Regions from separate parts of the Ovis aries genome. Here region 1 is linked to region 2. The links are chromatin contacts, called in public Hi-C maps. All regions are on one chromosome and are shown on one strand. The core of a region is the stretch at or near the end of the contact, and the rest is flanking DNA. Distances in the headings are between cores, read along the strand shown. Region 1 holds the start of APBB2 (amyloid beta precursor protein binding family B member 2). Region 2 overlaps APBB2 (amyloid beta precursor protein binding family B member 2).

What was found. A called contact is a pair of places that touch in the nucleus more often than the background predicts.
Region 1: a Hi-C map of liver shows a contact between it and region 2, with 4 times the contacts expected there. The contact joins the promoter of APBB2 here to the enhancer-like site in region 2. A contact is called at or near these places in 6 of 16 Hi-C or Micro-C datasets (hypothalamus, liver, mixed tissues and 2 more).

What each region holds. Positions count from the first base shown.
Region 1 is chr6:60,806,062-60,811,277 of ARS-UI_Ramb_v3.0, reverse strand. APBB2 (amyloid beta precursor protein binding family B member 2) reads left to right here and starts at 2,818. Exons shown (of 18, transcript XM_060417057.1): 1 at 2,818-2,900.
Region 2 is chr6:60,727,271-60,731,786 of ARS-UI_Ramb_v3.0, reverse strand. The region is part of intron 2 of APBB2 (amyloid beta precursor protein binding family B member 2); the gene reads left to right. Among named protein-coding and RNA genes, the nearest start is that of APBB2, 79 kb to the left of the region's middle. Within about 2 kb of position 1,581, at least 14 of the 54 cell types and tissues checked have an H3K27ac peak or open chromatin away from gene starts, as enhancers often do. A contact at or near this core is called in hypothalamus and liver, where this site is marked.

The DNA of each region.
Region 1 (5,216 bases), core at 1,569-4,068, 78 kb before region 2:
TCTTCCCCCTTAAAGTCTTAAATGACGTACAGAGGTAATTTTTACTTTCATGATTTTATAAACACGCTTTTGGAATACTTCATTTCCTTGAAAATTCACTGGCGAGTCAGCATGAAGAAAAAAAAAAGTCCGCTCACAATAGATATCAAAATTGCAAGAGGTGATGAAACAAAAAATGATTTTCTTAGTAAACTGAAATGATACATAGAGAAACCAATTATTTATAAAATGCATGCTGGAAGGCTTTATGTAGCAGAGCTAACGTGCTGTTACATATCAAATAAGATGGGGGGTGACAGGGGTGGCGGTCAGGGACTTCTCTCTTATTGCCTTAAAACGGCTATTACTGTAAACGTTCTTTTCCATGAGGGAGAGGGAGAAAGAAAATACGTTGAGAGGCGGACGAAAGAAGCAACCAAGCAAGGTTAAAAGCTCCCCTCCACTCTTCCACCCCGCCTATCCTCTCTGGATATACACAATTAAGGGAATTTCCTCCTGCAGCTACGGAGCGTTCGGTGGCCGCTTCCACGTCTCTATTAGGGCAGCCAGAGATTTTGCTTTTTCTGGCGGTGATTTCCCAACTTCTGCAGGTCCCCTGCGGGTCGCCGAATGTCGCCCTCTACCCGGGGCGAAGCCAAATGGCCAGGAGGCTCGGAAGCCGGGCCCAGGACAGAGCGGCCGGGTGAGGGCGCAGGAGCGTTTCCTGCGCGAGTGTGGCCACTAGGCCCGTTTCCGGAAAGCTGATTGCATCAGGTGTGGAGCGGGGCGCCTCCTTGGCCCAACCTGGCGGCCACTGCGCCTGCGTGCGTCGCCCCGCCCCGCCCCGCCCCGCCGCCGAGGGCTCCACCGCGGGTTTTCCTCTCGTTCTGGAGGAGATCGATCCGGGAAGGGTGGACGGAGATTACCCCTCTGGGACCCCCGAGAGAGGGGATGGCAGGGATGGGTATCCAGGGAGCCGCGGGGAGCTGAGTCCGAGGGAGTAGAGTACCTGCGGAAAGAGGACCTGCCTGGAAGGCTGATGGTGCCCCCCTGTTGATGGGCGGAGTGGTCTTGGGCTAATTTTCTCTCTTCCTTAGACCAGAAAGACGTAGACTAGAACCAGAGAGCTTTCCGCATTTTTCTAAAGTGGGTTACACCGCGACCGTCGACTACCTGTGTGGTGCACGAACACCATAGGCAGAGGGGGTGCAGAGACAGCCCCGAGGATGAGCATGTTCATGGATTTATAGGGAATTCTTAGCGGCAATATTGTTTTTCTTTTGCGGAAGGAGTGACATAATTGTTGGCCTCCAGATTGGTCTGAGGGAAATTGTTTTTTGGGAGAGGTTTGGGGGTGCAAATGCCAGAAACTCCTATTCCGCAAGGCAGCTTTCTTTCCTCCACTGCTCATTTCTCCCAACCCCATCCGAGACTGCATCAGGGTCCCATTATACCTCCTTTACTACACACCTAGTAGATTTCCCTCCTAGCACTCTTCGTGTTTGAAATGACATTTTTGAGTAATTGTTTAATGGATTTCTGTCCACCTCGCTGGTCTAAGCTTTATGAAAGCAGGGGTCTGGGCTTTTTTATTCACTGCTATCCCTAAGCTAACTGTAAGATTTTGTGGGTCCTCAATAAATTCATGATGTTGAAGGAAAAAAGTAATGCGGGTCCCAACCACATAGGGTCGTCTCATGAAGAATAGGGACGAGTGAGTTTGCTGTTTGAAGGACTGCATTGTGGAGGTTTAGGGAAGAGGATGACAGGAGCAGCCATTACCTTGTAATTATTAGTCAATTACTTTGAGCATAAGCCTCCTGAAGGAGATAAGAAAGGAGGTAAGAAAGGCTTTTGTGTATGTGTGGAGCAGTAGTTCCCAAAGCGTGGTCTTCAGACCAGCATCACCTGGGAAGTCGTTAAATGTACAGACACTTGGGCGCACCACAGACCTACCCATTCCGAGATTCTGTTAAGTAATCTGAGTTTCCATAAACCCTTAGGATATTCTGATGGAGGCTCAAGTTTGACAGTCATTGCACTGGTGAAGCGCAATCCTAAAGATGCTTTGGGGATGTTATTCAGTGTCTGGGGGCAGAAAACTGATTACTACTTGGAATTCTTTATCAGGATCTTGCTTGTCTGAGTTTTAGTTAATATTCCTGGAGGGGAAAGGGAGATTATGCTTTCCCTCTCTTGCAGGTGTGTTCCTCCCTTGAGGTGAACTTGCTGTGATGTTCCCATGGAGAAATGGTGTGTGTGTGTTCACGCGCCATATGCCTGGGTTTCTAGATAAGGAGGCAGAAGGAAGGAGAAGGTCTCGCCCACAAAGTTGCAGCTGGATGGGCGTGGGCAGCTCTCATCTGAGGACATTTTCCCGTTATAAGGGAATGCAGACGTGTGGGAGAAAAGGCTAGCCAGGGATAAGGTTACCCAACTGCCTTTTGGTGCAGACAGACACCGAGCCACAAGGAGGGGATGCCGGGCTGCCTCGCGTTGGGTCTCGACGTTCTGGCCCGCCTTGCCTCCCTGCCATCTTCTCGGATGATTAGGGGACTGTGAGTTCGAGAGGCCCCGAAGCCTCTGCCTGCAGGGGTCGCACTAGGAGCGCGGCCCGCCCCCTCCTCCTCGGCCCCCGCCCCCGGCCCCGCCTTTCTCGGGATCGGCCCCCGCCCGGTCAGGCCCCTCCAGCCTCTCCGCGCAGCCGCCGCCAAAGCCTGGAGAAGTGGAATCTCGCCGGCGCCGCTCCCTGCGCGGGACTGGCGGAGCGGCACTGGGCATGCTCAGTCGCCGGAGCCCGTCCCGGTCTCAAGTAGGAAGCTCGTGCGCTGCTCCCGCAGCTGATTCTGACGCTCCCGGCAGGGCGAGACTGGAGCAGAGCTGCCGGGTGCCGGAGCCTAGGCGAGCGCCGCGCACTGCCGGTGAGCCCAGCTTTCTTCCTTGCTTTTGCTCTGGATCCCGGGGCCGTCCGGGAGTGCTGGGGAGAGACCCGATCAGCAGCAGCGGCGTGGGGTGAGTGGCGGCGCGTAGCCCGGGCGGCTGCTCCTCTCCTCGCGGCCCCGAGGGCAGCGCGGCCACTGCCACTAGCCCAGCCGCAGCCCCAGCTGCAGCAGCTGCCACAGCATCTGCAGCGGGCGTTCCTGCGGAGTCTCGTGTGCCCCGCTCTCGCGCCGCAGGGCCGGGTGGCACGGCGATTGCGGGCTCACTCCTTGACTCCATCCCTTTGGCTTCGCGGCGCCCTCTTTCCCTCGGCAGCCGGGGCTTGGCAGGGCCTGAGGCAGGGGAGACAGGGTGGGAGGGGGTGCGCCGGGGGCGGGGGTGCTGCGGAGGGGAAAAAGCGAAGGTGGGCGCCGGCGGGGAAGAGCGCACACCCCCTTGCCTTGGCACCGGCCTCCGCTGTGCGGCTGGGCTCTCCCTCCACCGGCGGCAGCGCACTCCTGCCGGGACTTGAAGACCGGGCTGGATTCTAGGGGGTTCAGAGCCTAGCCGCTGGGAGATCAAAGGGGGAAAAGTTCATTTCCCTCTCGGAGGCAGGGAGCATTTTAACTAGAAAATGGCTGTGCGAAGGGGACCGAATCAGGGAAGCTGATCCTGAAGTCCACTTTGCTGCCTGCCGGACAGAATGGAGGGTTGAACGCTAGAAATGACATTTGTGTGTTGAAAACATTGCTGGACGGAGGAGGGATGCGGAGTGCCATAGAAACAATCAAAGGTGATCTTGACATCGGCGAAGAGGTCTAGAACTGAGGGGTCAGGGGCTAAGGGTCGAAGGACCGCAGGGCCTGAATGAAAAAAAGAAAAAAGAAAAAAAAAAAAACACATTGAAGAAATCAGACAGAGTTGTGGCCGTTTTGTAGTCAAGTTCAGGGCAGTTTAGAGCCATCACTGTCCCAGACTGTTTTGGGTGGATTGAGTCGTTGGGGAGGGCCAAACACTGAGAGGAGAATAAGGTCAGTGTCAGAAGCTCAGACAAGACTGGGCTCCGTTTTGATTAGAAGTCCCTCAATCACTGGCTTTACATTGTGCCTGATGACTTAGGTACAATACTTAAAGGATTCTCTTAAAATGATGCCAGCAGTCGTGTCTGAATTCCAAGAAATGGGGAAACTTTGTGAGGTTGGCATTGGTTTGTTCTTTGTTTTACTATTTCACTGATTTAAAAAGCAAGCAGTGGCATCCCGATCTGTTGTCCTGGATTGGGGTCTCTTAAGCCTTTGGTTTATTTTTCTTGTCATGAATTTATTTTTCACATCTTGTCCTCAAATGGCCATGATAGTTAAGAGTGTCTGCATTCGGGTAGCTGGGCGTTCAGGAAGGGGGGTTTCTTTATGAAGCCATATCGTGGTGTTTTCAGTTTGTAACTTGGAAGCAATATTTGCTGAGCAGTTGTTTATGGTAACTTGCAGAGTCCTAGAAATGGCAGTTTTGAAAGGGTGATATTTGTTAAGAGGATGAGGAACCTGGGGGAGTGGCGTCTGGAATGCTGAGAGAACACAGGTGGCAGTAGAGTGCAGTGGGCTGGCTGTCAGAGCACCTGGGGATAACAGATGCAGATCTCAATAGCTGTCCTTTGGTCATTGGCTAATTATATGACCTCGAGAAATCACTCAGGGACTCCATAGGCTGGGGTTGGTCTAGATATTTGCTCAGAGCGTTTGAGAAGGAATTCTAAAGTTAAGATCCTTTTCCAGGGAACTGGAAAGGAAAGAAATGTTTCTTTCATTATCTCTTCTAAAGGATGTTAATACTGTTAACTAAGTAATTCACCTGCATGGAGCCAGGACAGTCCCATTTTCTGAAACTTTTATAAAGTACTAGTGGAAAAACGCACGAGCTGAAGTTTAAAAGACTTGACTTCTTACAGTTAACTGGAGTAATAAGAATCCTGACTACAAAATCATATAAGAAAAGTCTGCTAAATAGTGGAAGAATCCACGTGTACAAAGATAAAATGTTTTAAACTGTTACTCTTTTTATGTCATGTTTCAAAGTTTGATAACTTTTTTTTTCCCTGCCATCAGAGAACAAAAATCAATTTTTTTTTTCTTTTTTGTTACAGCAGGAATACTGGAAGGCTTGCCATTGTATTGGAACAGTATTATGTTGATTATCTTGATTTCAGGATATCTAAATTTGTCTCTTAAAAGAAATGGGATGTTGTCTCTATAACTTCTTTTAAAATATTCCGCACCCTGATGTAGTATAGCCCCTTACACTTTTCATGGGCACAGGACAGA
Region 2 (4,516 bases), core at 332-2,831:
CAACTCTCACATCCATACATGACCACTGGAAAAATCAAAGCTTTTACTAGATGGACCTTTGTCATTAAAGAGATGTTCTTGCCTTTTAATACATTGTCTAGGTTGGTCATAGCTTTTCTTCCAAGGAGCAAGCGTCTTTTAATTTCACGACTGCAGTCATTGTCCTCAGTGACTTTGGAACCCAAGAAAATAAAATCTGCCATTGTTTCCACTTTTTCCCCATCTGTTTGCCATCTGGTGATGGGACTGGATGCTGTGATCTTAGTTTTTTGAATACTGAGTTTCAAGCCATCTCCTTCACTCTTCTCTTTCACTCTCACCAACAGGCTCTTTAGTTCGTCTTCACTTTCTGCCATTAGAGTCTGCATATCTGATGCTGTTGATATTTCTCTTGGCAGTCTTGATTCCAACTTGTGATTCATCCAACCCGGCATTTTGCATGATGTACTCTTCATATAATTAAGTAGGATGATGATAGACAGCCTTATCCTTTGTACTCTTTTTCCAATTTTGAACCAAGTTTGCTTTCAAAGAACAGTTTTTAGAACATTAGAAAGCATAAATTCCTCCCCTTCCAAAGTGTTGCAACCCTCTTTACTTGAGAGCATGACAGGGGACATTACTGTATGAAACCTTTTCAAAATTGTCATGTCTCCACAGACTTCATTGGGTGCCAGTTTCGCTTATAGATTTCAGTTGCTGGTGATGTGTAACTTAAAACACAGTCCTCATTATTTCAAATAACTTATACTCCCTTCTCCCAAATATTTTAAGATGTGAAGTTATCAATACTCTCAATCTAAGTTTTTAAAATAAAATTTCCCACACCACGAAAGGAATGTTTTCTGACATATTCTTGCCTGGTCCTCCTGATCATTGTGAGAGAGAAATTTCAGAAGTATTGAATTGGCTTGGCTAATACTTCTGGAATCAGGCTTAGGAAGGACAAACTTTCCCTGCGATATTAAAATGGGGAAAAAGTGCTAACCATACATTTAAGATTCTCAAACAGTGGCAGTATCTATGGGCACATTTTGCCAAAGATACTGAGTGAAGATAAAGAACAAAGTAGCACCCAGTCAGGGTTCCCAGTAAGAAAGGATTTCAAAATCAATGAATCTGATCTAATTCTGTTTAGTCTGTCATTGAGAAAGATAATTTTGTGATTTCAGCAAGACTGTGCCAAATTTGATTAGCAGGTCAGAGTTCATTCTATCAGACTGCTAAATTTAAACTTACTGTCGTTACCTTACAAATGACTTTCCAAGAGTCCCTAGAACAACACTCACTACCAAGCTTTGATTTCATTGTGAAATAGCAACAAGAATCTGATTCCTTTTGCCCTCTGTGGACATTAACCTTTAGTATCAGAGCAGAGGCACAGAAGGGGATGAATAAACTGTCGATATTGTCTTTCCTCCAGGGTCCAGCCATGGAAATAGATAGCGGGGAAGGAGAAGTTTGGGGTGGAAAAAATATGCGTTTTTTTCGGGCGCCTGACTCCTGAGATGAGGCGGGACGGGGCCATTGTGTTGATCCTGACCGCTTACAAAGCTGGCTCACATTGTCCTTGGATGCAGCTTTTTTCTTAGCGGCTTCACAGTTCCTGCCTTTGTGGTCCTGCTGCACAGTAGGCACGGGGTGACGCAAGGGAACTCAATGAAGGCTTTTCAGGGAGCATTTCTGAGTTCGTCACTGCCATCTGTCTTCTCCTCTCCCTTACTCATCAGGCTGTTCACATCTGTGGGACTCCTAGGTTTCCGACTGGCGTGGTGTGGATGCTATAGGTGAATGCTGAGAAAGAAGTGAAGAGGAGCAGTGTTCGTATATGTCACTTAGAGGAAGTGAGGAAAAGTCTTGCTTACCCCTCACGCTTGTATCTGGCATAAGAGATGAAGCATTAGGATTATTTTATTTTAGTTGTTGGTGACTCTCTTCTTTCCTTTCCTTCCTGTTCCTTCCTTTCTTTCTTTCAAACAATGTTTTATTAAAGTATAATGGACCTACAACACTGTTAGTCCTAGGTACACAACATAAAGATTTGCTGTTTCTGTACTTTACAAAATGACCCCACTCTGTTTCTTAATTTTTGAAATCAATAATATCTCTTCCCTAAAACTTTTGGAAGGAGGAGGCTCAGACTTGATGTCTGATCATTTGGTAGATTATTTACTGCCAACGATGGGGTGAGCACGCGTCCCTCGTCTCACCCACAGGTGGCTCACAGTTGCCAGTGTTGTTTTCTCTTGTTGAAAACCTCTTGCCCTGCTTCGAGCAGTGGAGCCGTGCTGTCATCAGCAGGACAAGTACAGGACCAGAAAGCTTTTGGCACGACAGGCGGTTTGTGTTCACGGCACCTGCTGCCCGCTCACACTGCAGCCATTGTTACTCCGGCAGAGCGGGTTATGGGCAGAGCCTCAGCTAGTTTAGCCCAGCTTTGAGTCTCTGCTTTTCTTTTCCTGCATGCATTTCATTTTTGACGGAATACATTTCTTGTCTTGTTCTACTCGTTTTGCTAATATGAATTTAACCTGTGGTGGAGTATGTGCCGAGATGTAGTGGTGGATAGAGCACTTGGTCACAGTGGAGCTGGTGATCTGGACTTATCCCTGCCCCACCAGCTGTGTGGCCTTGGAAGACACATTTGACCTCTCTGGGCCACCGTGTCCTCATTTGTAAACTGAGGACGTTGGCTTCTTAGAGTGATGGACTGCCAGGTACCCCAGTTTTAGTGGAAGTGTTAGTTGCTCAGTTGTGTCTGGCTCTTTGTGACCCTATGGACTGTAGCCCACCAGGCTCCTCTGACCATGGAATTCCCCAGGCGAGAATACTGGAGTGCCATTCCCTTAAGATTCCACCATTGTGTTTTGTGTTTCCTGAGATGCCAGAAATATCAGAAATGGCATGTGGCAGTGTTTACTAAGGGCTCTGCTCCTGTGAAATCTTAAGTGACATCAGGACATTTTTAATAAATGACAGTTGTATAGCATGGCTAGTGATAGAGAAATTTAGATGCATTAGTTAAGGGAGACAGGTTTTCTTTGTGACAGGTTTGCAAAATCAGTAAAAATTTCTTGTTCCTAGAAAAGTAGTTGTTCAGCCCTGGGGGTGTTATTGGACACTTGGCTTTTGAACTTCTAAGTTAAGAATTACAAAGTTCAGATAAATGAAGTCTTTTTAATTTTAGCTCTTATTCTTCAGATAAGAGGAAGCCTACAAAGAGGCTAGTATATTATATTGATATTCCATTTCTGATTCACGTTCCCATACTGTTTAATAAGAAAAACTTTATTTAAAAATATGCTAAAATGATAGATATTAATTGTAGAAAACCTGGAAAAACACTAAGAGGTAAACACAAATATGTCTAATTCCATGATCCAGAAATAGCCATTATTGTTCATGCTTTGAAATCTTTAGATTATATACACTCAGTTTGTAGAACAAAACTGGCATTATACCACAGATAGATACCTTGATATCTTGCTTTTTTCCTGCTGTGTTCCTTTTGAAATTATTTTTGCCACAGAGGTTTCAAATGAAGATGGAGATTAATGTAATATTATGCTTGGCACACTTGTGTCAGGGTCTGTGACTTACAGAAATAGAATTGTGGACCTAGTATCTGAAGGTAACATATGTTTTGTTCTCTCTTGAATCAATATTTGACAGAATACCAGACCACCTGACCTGCCTCTTGAGAAATCTGTATGCAGGTCAGGAAGCAACAGTTAGAACTGGACATGGAACAACAGACTGGTTCCAAATAGGAAAAGGAGTACGTCAAGGCTGTATATTGTCACCCTGCTTATTTAACTTATATGCAGAGTCCATCATGAGAAATGCTGGACTGGAAGCTACACAAGCTGGAATCAAGATTGCTGGGAGAAATATCAATAACCTCAGATATGCAGATGATACCACCCTTATGGCAGGAAGTGAAGAGGAACTAAAAAGCCTCTTGATGAAAGTGAAAGAGGAGAGTGAAAAAGTTGGCTTAAAGCTCAACATTCAGAAAACGAAGATCATGGCATTGGGTCCCATCACTTCATGGGAAATAGATGGGGAAACAGTGGAAACAGTGTCAGACTTTATTTTTTTGGGGCTCCAAAATCACTGCAGATGGTGACTGCAGTCATGAAATTAAAAGATGCTTACTCCTTAGAAGAAAAGTTATGACCAACTTAGATAGCATATTAAAAAGCAGAGACATTATTTTGCCGACTAAGGTCCAAAGCTATGGTTTTTCCTGTTGTCATGCTGAGCACCAAAGAATTGATGCTTTTGAAGTGTGGTGTTGGAGAAGACTCTTGAGAGTCCCTTGGACTGCAAGGAGATCCAACCAGTCCATTCTGAAGGAGATCAGCCCTGGGATTTCTTTGGAAGGAATGATGCTAAAGCTGAAACTCCAGTTTTTTGGCCACCTCATGCGAAGAGTTGACTCATTGGAAAAGACTCTGATGCTGGGAGGGATTGAGGGCAGGAGAAGGGGACAACAGAGGATGAGATGGCTGGA